Regions from separate parts of the Mus musculus genome. Here region 1 is linked to region 2. A link is a contact called in public HiChIP or PLAC-seq data. All regions are on one chromosome and are shown on one strand. Each heading gives the region's core, a stretch centred on a gene start, on an enhancer-like site or on the middle of the called end of the contact. The rest is flanking DNA. Distances are from core to core; before and after follow the strand shown.

Region 1 (5,263 bases), core at 919-3,418, 550 kb before region 2:
CCCAAACTTTTCATAACAGCGCCAGGATTTTGCCAATGCCGGCACACACCTATGTTCTAATCCCACAGAATCAGTCTCCTTCTGTTCTGCCTGGTTTCCTTCCCATCTCTGCTGCCCTGGAGCAACAAGTCACTGAACCTCCCAAATGCTTAGCTATCCAAGAAAACCTGTCACTGTCATCAGGAAAATTGTACCCAGAGCCTGAAAGCTATGGGCAACATGGGGCAAGGATTTAAGACTCTGGGATCTTTCAAAGACCACCCAAGGTCAAACCTACAACAGAACTGGGGCAGGGGGCAGTGAGAACAGGAAAACAGCTACAAAGCCTAGCAAACAGGAGGTGACATCAGGACACCAAGGACCAACACCTCAGCACTGGCCCTTAATCACCATGGCACAAGCGAGTCACAAGTATCCGAAGCCTTCTGTTCAATTCTATAACATGAGGCTTGAAATCACCCCTTTTTAAAGAAGGTCAGATGAGGTTACATTCAATCTGAAAATCATGCAGGGTGGCATAAACCTGTACAGGGCACTGTGATGTGGCTATGAACTGCTGAAGCCTCCCTTCTTCCTTTGCCAGGGCACAACAAACATGGAGTTACCACCACAGTGACTGTCCTTGCTCATAAGACAGCAGCTTCCAGAACATCAGAACTAAGGCTTTACCCATGGAGGCTGTTCACTACTCTGCCCACAGTCAACCGACTCACGGGAAGCAGTAGGATCCCATCAGTGAGCAACTCTTTTGGGCCCTAGATTGATTGAGTCCCACCAACTACAGGATGAGTCAGTTACCTTCTTCAGGATCCAAGGATATTGTGGCTGAGTCCTTCCACACTTCGTGGACAAGGGTACCATTGTAGACGATGGTCCAGGCTGTCATGTTCATCGTCACTGTCTTCCTGTCATTAGTCATGTTTTTGAGCATCAGGGACAGACTGACTTCTTTGCCTACTGCCAGTATCCCCGTGACCTTGAACTTCCCAGAAATGCTGGGCTCCTTGTCTTCCCCTTCTGGATTCCTCGAAGATGTTGCGCCGAAAGATGCGTTAGGTTTGAGTTTGTCCAAAGCCTTTTGGTGCACTTGTCTTTCCTCACTGGAACCTGTGCATTGGCGAGGGAAACAAAAACTAAACAAGGGTACCTCAGAGATATAGCTGCAATTCAGACAATGGACAGTGCGACCCGCCTGGAAAGTGGCCTAGATCTAACATTGACACTACTTCTACCTGTCCAAAATGCTCCCAGCAAGGGTCTAATCTTGTCAGGTCTCCATTAACCCTTCTTAGTATAAGGCTTCCAGGCCAGCTGGGCTGTGGTCCCTTTTCAATCAAGTCTATACCCTTGGGAAGCCACTGAGAAAGCTAGGTCAGTTTCTGCAAACATTACTATGGGGCTTCATTATTTCCTTGTTTTAAGTTAGTTTTTTTTTTCATTTTCTACCTCCCTTCCTCCCTCCTTCCTTCCATCTCTTTCTCACTTCCTTTCTCGTTCTTTGACTGGAAGGTCTTTTCCTGAGACTTGAAGAACAAACCGATCATTTAAAAGCAGACAACAAAACTGAATGGAGAGAATTGAGAATGAATCCATAAGCAAAGCCAGACTCAGGAGGAAGAACTCCAAATCCCGTCCCCACGTTCCCCAGGCTGTGTCTAGAGGCACTTTGAGAGTCAGCAAGTGACACTTTTGTCTGTGCAAGTCAGCAAGAACATCCTGAGGCTGATGAGGTTCTAAGTCATGGCTAGTTTGAATTGCTGAGATGTTTGGAGTCTCAAAAACCACAAGGGCTCAAACAAAGGGTGCATTCCCTGACTCTATAGGTGCTGCTGACTATGGCAGCAGAAGTAGTGAGAGGACAGCACTGGTGACACCCTAAAGGCTCGGCACACTGGGAACAGAGCAAACAACTCCAAGCTCAGGCTGACTAAGCAGTTCACCGGCTGCTCCTGGCCTTGACCTGCAGACACATGTACCATACAGCAGAAGGTCTTGGCCTCCCAAGAGGACAGAAGAGTGACCATGTTGGCATGTATGGATCCTTAGGCTTTCCTAAAACCAACTTGTGAAAGTTTCAAAGTAAACCAGAAGGCTTAAGATAAGTCCTCTCCAAGTCAGTGAGTCCTTTCCATGAATTATGTAAATTCCCTGGCAGGGACTTCAGAGGCTCATGCAATCTAAGGGAAGCTACTGGTTTGGGCTACTCTGGGATTTAGATGAAGAAAGGGAGGGACTCATCTCCAGAGATCTGGAGCCTGGTCTAAGGCTCCTCCCTTGTACCCACCCTGCTGAAAGCAAGAGGCTAGATTACCCAGCTTGAGAGCTCCCGGAGGGTCAGGTTCCTCTGACTGCCCTTCCATCCTCTCTGACTGAGCTGTCAGTCCACACCCAAAGCTGAAGGCTCTACTGAGCCTCTGAGCCTCTTTGCGTGAGTCCCCGAAGCAGGCTTTGGACAAGGAGGTTCCAGAGCCTATATAGGTCACCTGCTGAGCTTACTCAAGACTATGCTTCCTGCTGCTGTTTTCTCACCGCAGTATTGCTATTGTGCAAATGCTTAGCAACCCATTTTTATGAGCTTTTCCTGCCTGGGGCTCTCTGAGACCAACTGGCATTATTAGGCAAGAAGATGTAGGTAACGTCAGATAGCTGTTCCATCCTGCTGTCACGCATGAGCAGAGGTCCTGCCAAGAGTCCTGGAGGGAGCTTCCTACTAGGCTTCCCTCCATTGCTTAGAAGGTTTCTAGGACTTCAGAGTCACAGGATCAATATGTGAGAGTAGTAGGGAAAGTCACAGGCTCATACAGCCAGGAGAGCAGCAGTACATAAACAAAAGAATCTGTGGAAAGGTGTTATTCCAGGGAAGGTAAGGGAAGGTATCCAAATGGATGGAGCTCACCATCCTAGTCATTAAGTCCTTACTGTGTGCCAAACACTCTACTCTGTGTGCATTTTTGTATTGGAATCCAACCCAAGAGAGACACTGCTATTCTTGTTTGGTTGGCCGGGGAACAAGAAAATCAGAGATAATACAAAGCCTGTTATAAGTGGTAGGTAGGATGAGAGTCTCCTTCTGTCCTGGATTGTTTCCTGTTCCCCATGCTTGTCTTACACCATGCTATTGAAATTACCAGCCTGGCACCTGCCTCGCCAGTGACACCATCTGCTGAGATTTATCTACAGGGTACCTGGAGTAGGCACTCAGACTGTGAAAGTTGTCAGATAGTTTATTACAGCAGGCATGATCTCTTTCCAATGTTCTACCATTCTCAAACAAGTGTATTTCTATTTCAGAGAATTTCAACAGTGTTTACAGACCACAAAGTGTCCATCCACTGGTACCTAGAGTGGACACCTCTGGTCTCAGAGTTAGACTCCACCTTCAAGAGACAGTTTTCTCCTTTGAACACTGACCAATAGTCAGCAGTTGTCGGAGATTCGGTCTGATTTTTAGAAGCACACTTTTCTTTCACCCTTCCCTCTACCACTTCCTAGAAATTTCTGTGAGGATCATTTGAGTCTTGAGTCAACTTTCCCCAAGTATTTTAGAAAGAGCAAAGTATGAGTCCATTGGAGAGTAGCCATGGCCTGCTAGAGCAACTGCTAAATTACTCTGGGCTGTTTCTAAGGCAGAACCACACTTCCAAGTGGAAAGCTTTTGCCTTCCTTGAGAACGGCTTTGCTGCTGGTTCCCATAGCAACATGGTGTGACCATGGCCTTCCTAGGTTACCGTAGGAGGATGGCAGCAGTACAGATGATGGAGATTTCATTAGACTCCTTTAGGAATCATACCCCAGGGCTCCTGAGTGGGTGGGGGCCAATGCATGCAGATGGCACAAGCTCACATCCCTGAGTTTGTTTCTTTACCGAGATGGCATTCTCTGTCTGTGTTCTTGGAGACTAGAGACTTGATAGAGAAATGTGTCCCAAAGCCCTTGAGGACCAGACCTCTCCCTGTGATGCCCAATCATAGTAACATCAGTTCAGTTGACAATTGAGAAAGGACATATCTGGAGGTGGACTGGGTTTACCCTTGTCTGTGCTCTGACGTTAACTCCCTCAGATATTGTAGCTGTCCTTAATGCTTCTGTCCCCATGGAAAACAACAGTTGAGCACTTGAGACATCCTGCCATTTCTTTACAACTAGCTGGGATGTCGGAGTACCGGGGAAAGGCTCTTTTTCTTGTTGCTCTCAGAGCTGTCCACCCATCACCAAGCCCCCCCATGTGGCATCGCTCCATCAGCACCCATCCTACCTTCTGGATACTTGTACTTGTCTGTGACATCCATGCGAGAGTTGCTGCCTACTGCCTTGGTGCTGATGTATTTGCCAATGGAGTGAGTGTCCACAGAATTCTGCTTCTGGGTGTTATTTCTATTATTATAGATCCAAGTGATGCGATCTGCATTAACCTCCGCGAAGATGAAGATCATGTCAAAATTCCGGTCCACATCACCGGCTTTGATTGCATTAACGGAAGCTGGACCGCACTGGAACACACCTGATGGCCAGAATGTAGAATTTAGATGCATGCAAACCACAGCTAAACCCATCCACTCCAGCCTGGCTAGGATCTGACTCTGGGGGCATACTGATATGACAACATAGCACTCCTCTGCCTTTACTCCAGCCAGACCTCAGCTCTAACTGTGACCCATTGGTCTAGCACAGAGCAGATACCCATCACCATCATTCTGTACCAAGTCCCTGGTCCAGCTCCACTTAAGACTTGCATGTCTCACCTGGGCAGAACCACTGAGCTCAGTCTGGTCTTTCTCTGAGGTGCTGCCTTTCTGCCTCTGAAATCACTCTAGCCCAGAGGTGTACTGACTTTCTATCTCTAGAAGTCTTTCCTGAACATCTAGTCCGTGGGATCCTTCCTCCTCAGAGTTTTTAACCCCAACCTTCACCAAAAGTAAAGGCCCAGGCCTGAGCAGAAACAAGGTGACCCATCTGAAGGGAGCCTCGCCTGTCAGAAGGCTCACAAGGAGGGAGCAGAAGCAGCGGCAGCCATTGCCGTGGGCCTGTCACAGAAAGAATAACAGGACTGACTCCAGGGCTTCTGCTGGAGGCAGAGATAGGAAGTAATTATTGGCAAGGGAGAGTATCTTTTCCCTGTTGCCTGACATATGCTAGAGCTCTTCAGTGGTAGCAACAGCCTGAGGGGGCTACAGAGGAGGGATCCATTCAAATGACATAAAATAAGGAAAAAAAATCTTCATCCTATTGTACACTATGGAGCTAGAGAGGGCTTTGGGCAAGC
Region 2 (5,704 bases), core at 917-3,416:
GCTTCCCTTCCTGGGTATCCCTTCCAACAAAAGGTATTCAATCCCTGGCTCACCCTGAGTATGGTGTGTGCATTCATATCCTCCATCAAATAAAACAGTTCGGACAAGAGAAGACTGTTTCTTCATCACAGATCGCTGCCAGGGAAGGCCTTCAGAGTTAGTAAAGAGGGGCACCTAAATCTCCTGAAGAAGGCCTTCTCTCTCCCAGCCCCTCTGCACTCAGAATCACATCAGGTCCCACCCCCTGTCCTGGGCTATGTCTTCCCTTTTATGCCCAGTGAGTGGATGCTCTGAGAGGAATCGTGGATCGCCATTCCTGACTCCTAGCAATATGCCAGTGTTGCCTGGGTACACAGAAGACTGGGAACCACAGCAATTGTTTCAGACTCTGCTGTTTCTTACTTCAGAAAAGCACGGACTAAGGACCCCCATTACAGACTTTGCTCTGCTTCCCTGAACAGTTTCAGTATATATATATATATATATATATATATATATATATATATATAATGTGTATATATGTATATATATGTATGTATATATATGTGTGTGTATATGTATATATATATAGTGGCCTATAGGCTGTGGTCCAGCTAGCCCAACAAAGGCTATCTCCTGAGGCAATGTCCAAGAACCTGGCAGTTATTCAGTTCATGAGGCTAGATGTCTTAGCTGGTCTTCAGTCAGTGCGAGAATCCTGAAGAAGCAGGTTCTAGCACCAGCAAAGGAAAGCCTCAGCAACAAGGTAGATACATTTGCCAGCAATGAAGGAAGGTAGACAAAAGGCAAAAGCTTCCTTCCTCCATGACCTTTTATATGGACTGCGACCAGAAGGTGTGGCCCAGATTTTGTGGGTCTTGCCACTCCAAATGAGCCAATCAAGGACCCCTCACAGGCGCGCCTGGCTGCTTGGGTTTTGGATGACTCTGGATGCAGTCAACTTGAAAATCAAGATGAGCCACCACACCGAGGATACTACAAATCTCTTTTGTCTTTAGCATCATAGTCAGGATCCCTCCCCTAGCCCCAAGCCATTTGGCTGGTGACATCCAGCTGATGATACGCCTGAAAGATTAGCCCTGGTATAATTGATAAGCCTTTGTTCATTATTTTATGTTTTTATTTATCATCGACCACAAAAGATATAGCCTACTTGAATTTTGTAACTATTTGTTTACAGTCTTAAACGAATTTGGAATTCCTCTGGGGATTCCCATAGAGTCAATGCAGATACTAAAGGACCCAGATATTGTCCTCTTATCCCTGGACTTAGCTTTACTAGGAGGAGGGGAGTGGAAGGCCAGGGTAAAGGGTGCAGCCAATGAGGCAGTGTGCAGGTCCCACCAGTCTGGTTGTAGGCTTGAATAAAAAGTTCCATGGCCCATAGAGCCACCATATTTTAGCTTGTGAGATGAGCACAGAATACTTATCACATGTCCCTTGTTAGTTTGAGACATTCATAGTGTGGATACAGGCTCCAAGCGTCCCCCATTAGACAAAAGAATCCATCCCCCTGTTGTGTGAGACTTGAGAAGTAGCTCGTCTTCCCTATTAAGGAGGGGTGTTCATTGGTGGCTCTGCTTATAAAGTTGGGAACAGGAGCAAAAGATTCTGGCAAGTCTCGCTTTCCCATATTCTGCAACATTCATCAACTAACACTCAATTGCTACAGTGGGCTCTGTGCCCCATCCAAGGGAAAGAGTACTGTTTTCGTCAGGGGATGTTCTTATGTGCAAGCAACACGTATTGTAAAGTCAATCAATTTTATCAAAGTCTTTAATTCTCCATATCGAATTCTTTGCATACATAAAAAAGTAAAACCAAAGTGAATTCTATCAGCATTAAGTCCTTTATATAATATGGTTTTGTGTGGTTTGTTGTAAGTGCTGGCCCATGGTCTAATCCTGTAGTAATAGGAATTACAAACCTAGAAACCATTTCTTTTAGAAGCAGGGCCACCTCCTATGAGTAGAAAAGATTTCTATCCAGCCTGAGAAACTACACAGACAAGCAAGCATTTGTAACCCCTGATTTAGGGAAGTTCTGTAAAGTCAACAACCAATTTTTTTTTAATTGGGTTTTTCCAAAATTCTGCATTTGAGGAGGGCCCTAAGTCACTGTCATGGGTTATCCTGGGCACTGGGTCACACTGTCCACATGCTCATTGGGTATCCTGGCAAGTTAGGGAACATAAAAATGTGAGCCTAATATAGTTTCCAGAGCTGTCTGGCTGATGTGAGCTCCCTTATGGAACTGTTTAACCAACTCGGGGCAATGGCCTCAAGGATGGCTATCATTTCTCGTCAAATGCTCAATAGTCCCTGTTTTCAGTCTTAAACAGCCATTTCTTTTTGTAATTGGGGTCCCATTTACTTAATAGGCTGGGAATCAATGAGGTTAGTCACAAAGGAAGTTCTTCTACCACTACCTCCTCCCCCCTACATTTTGGGGAAGTTGCTACTTCTGTTTCTTTCTGCTCTGTGGTTGCCCCAGGCAGTAGCAATATTTCCCTTTTGCATGTAGCAGAAGACAGATAATTTTACCACATTATCAGTAGCAACTGGGAGGGGGAAGGTCTTTGTCTCTGAAGATCTAGCACATTGCCATCTGTATATATATTCGTTTTTATTACACCCCCCCTTTCAGTGGTAAGCTACATATCTCTCACATACTTGTTTAGCAATGGTGTAGACCCCATATGATTATAACATCTATATTGCATCAAATGTAGCCTGAGGTCCCTGCTGATTTCTTTTTTTGTTGTTTTGTTTTTGTTGATATTGCTGGTTTTTGTTTGTTGGTTGGTTTCTGTTTGTTGTTGTTGTTTTGAGGCATGATTTCTCTGTGTATCCCTAGCTGTGCTGAAACTTGTTCTGTAGACCACGCTGGCCTCAAACTCACAGAGAGCCACTTGCTTCTGCCTCTCAAGTGCTGGCAGAGCACTTGGGCATGTACCTCCATGCTGACCATAGGCACAACTTTTTAAGTTAGTTTTTGTTACCATGAATAGATCATTATCACCTTAGGAATCTTAATAAACTTTAATGATTAATTGTATCATCCTTAAGTCCTGTCTTAGTTAAGGTTATTATTGCTGTGATGAAACACCATGACCAAAGCAACTTGGGAAGGAAAGGGTTTATTTGACTTATACTTCCATATCACTATTCATCTTTGAAGGAAGTCAGGATAGGAACTTAAACAGGGCAGGAACCAGGAGGCAGGAGCTATGGAGGGTAGTGCTGACTAGCTTTCTCTTCATGGCTTGCTCAGCCTTCTTTCTAATAGAACCAGGGTGATCAGCCCAGGAATGGCCCTACCCACACTGGGCTGGGCCCTCCCATATCAATAACTAATTAAGAAAATTTCATACAGTCTCGCTTATAGACAGACCAATCTTATGGAGGTATTTTATCAACTGAGATTCCTTCCTCTTCAATAACCCTAGTTTGTGTCAAGATGACATAAAACTAGCCAGAACAATGGATCCTTTGTCAATTTGACACACAAACACATCACTTTTAAGCAACAACCTTTCCTCTCTTGTCCATCTCCAAGATTTCACGTGAATATCAACATTACAATATAAACATCCCACAGTCTTTAAAAACTCAAACACTTAAAAATTCAGTCACTTTAAAATATTCAGGCTCTTTTAAAATCCAAAATCTTCGTAAAATCCCCAATCCTTTTTAAAAGTTCAAAGTCTCTCGACTGTGAGCTTCTTTAAAATCACATTCTATGATAAAACCAAATTTGAGCAGTAACTATGTACAGATACAGCCCCACAGGAGGTACTAGAAGGAAAACTTCAACCCAAAGAAGCTAAACACGCCCAGGAAAACACAAGGAATACATTATATCAGATGAGCAAATCAAAAGAAGAAGGGAAAAATTCGTACACCACCCCAACCAAATAATAAAATCAACAAACACGGCTCGTTCATGTCTCTCAACATCAATGGTCTCAATTCCCCAATAAAAAGGCACAGTCTAAACTAAATAGATTTGAAAACCTTCAGTTGCATCCAAGAAACACACAGACATATATCAGGGTAAAAGGATGGAAAAACCAGCTCAAAACTAACAGACCTAAGAAGCAAGTCCTTGTAGCCATTTTAATACATGACAAAAGAGACTTCAAAACAAAACTAATCAGCAGAGCCAGGGAAAGACACTATGCATTCACTGAAAAGAAAAATCCACCAAAAGGACATTGAAATTCTTAACATCTGTGCATCAAATACAAGAACACTTTTATAAAAGAAACATTACTAGAGCTTAAATCACATTTGACCCTCACATACTGATAGTGGGAGACTCAATACCATGTTCTCAGCAATATATAGGCTACCCAGACAAAAAAAATAACAAAGAAACTCTGGAGCTAACTGGTGTCATAAACCAAATGGAGCTAACAGATATTTACAGAACATTTGGCCCTAATAGAAAAGAATATATCTTCTTAGCAGCTCATGCAACATTCTCCAAAATTGACCAAATGCATGGACATGAAGCAATTCTCGACAAATACAAGAAAATTGACCCAACACCCTGCATCTTATCTGACCACCATGGATTAAAGCTGAGTATCAAAAGCAGAAACAAGAGAAATCTTACACACTTATGGGACATGAACAACTCACTACTGAACGAAAAACAAGTCAAGATAGAGATAAGTAAAACAAAACAAAATAAAACAAAAAACTTAAAACTCTCTAGAATTGAATGAAAATGAGAATCTAATATACCCAAACTTATGGTACACAATGAAAGCAGATTCAAGTTCCCATAGCACTAGATTCCTCCATTTAAAAAAAATGGAGATAGCTCATATTAGTAACTTATCAGCACACCTGAAATCTCTAGACTAAAATAAAGTAATAACATCTAAAAAAAAAAGACTAGATAGCAAGAAATACTCAGACTCAGCATTGAAATCAATAAAGTAGAAACAAACAAAAAAATCAATATAGAGAATGAATAAGACAGAGTTTGTTCTTTGAGAAAATCAATGGAAGTGACAAACCCTTAGCCAGTTTAACTAGAGGGTTGAGAAAGAAGATCCAAATGAAGAAAATTAGAAACAAAAGGGGGACAACAGCAACAGTCATGGAGAAATTCCGAGAATCATAAGAAAATACTTTAAAAACCTGTGCCCCATACTGATTCTTCCCTTCTTTCCCCTTCCCCTCTTCTCTTCCTCCCAAGTCTCTCCCGTCCTCTACTTTCCTTGATTATTTTGTTTTCCCTTCAAAGTAGGACTGAAGCATCCACTCTTTGGTCTTCTTTCCTCTTGAGCTTCATGTGGTCCGTGACTTGTATTGTGGGTATCTTTGCAGAATATCCACTTATAAATGAGTGCCTACCATGTGTGTTCTTTTGTGACTGAGTTACCTCACTCAGGATGATATTCTCTAGATCTATCCATTTGCCTGTGAATTTCATGAAGTTATTGTTTTTAATAGCTGAGTAGTAGTCCATTGTGTAAATGTACCACATTTTGTATATCCATTCCTCTGTTGAGGGGCATCTGGGTTGTTTCCAGCTTCTGGCTATTATAAATAAGGTTTCTATGAACATAGTGGAGCATGTGTCCTGACTACATGTTGGAGCATCTTCTGGGTATATGCCCAGGAGTGGTATAGCTGGGTCCTCAGGTAGTACTGTGTCTGATTTTCTGAGGGACCACTAGACTGATTTC

What was found. HiChIP or PLAC-seq counts read pairs in DNA pulled down with a chosen protein or histone mark.
Region 1: a contact with region 2 is called in an H3K27ac HiChIP or PLAC-seq map of acute myeloid leukemia, with 3 times the contacts expected there. The contact joins two enhancer-like sites. A contact is called at or near these places in 2 of 484 Hi-C or Micro-C datasets (cerebellar granule neurons and macrophages) and 1 of 115 datasets of contacts at active chromatin or transcription factors (acute myeloid leukemia).

Annotation. Positions count from the first base shown.
Region 1 is chr2:130,037,601-130,042,863 of GRCm38.p6, reverse strand. It overlaps Tgm3 (transglutaminase 3, E polypeptide), which reads right to left. Exons shown (of 13, transcript NM_009374.3): 9 at 4,256-4,501; 10 at 799-1,107. Among named protein-coding and RNA genes, the nearest start is that of Mir6339, 24 kb to the right of the region's middle. Within about 2 kb of position 2,168, at least 28 of the 459 cell types and tissues checked have an H3K27ac peak or open chromatin away from gene starts, as enhancers often do. A contact at or near this core is called in acute myeloid leukemia, where this site is marked.
Region 2 is chr2:129,486,448-129,492,151 of GRCm38.p6, reverse strand. The region is part of intron 1 of F830045P16Rik (RIKEN cDNA F830045P16 gene); the gene reads left to right. Among named protein-coding and RNA genes, the nearest start is that of Gm14040, 27 kb to the left of the region's middle. Within about 2 kb of position 2,166, at least 85 of the 459 cell types and tissues checked have an H3K27ac peak or open chromatin away from gene starts, as enhancers often do. A contact at or near this core is called in acute myeloid leukemia, where this site is marked.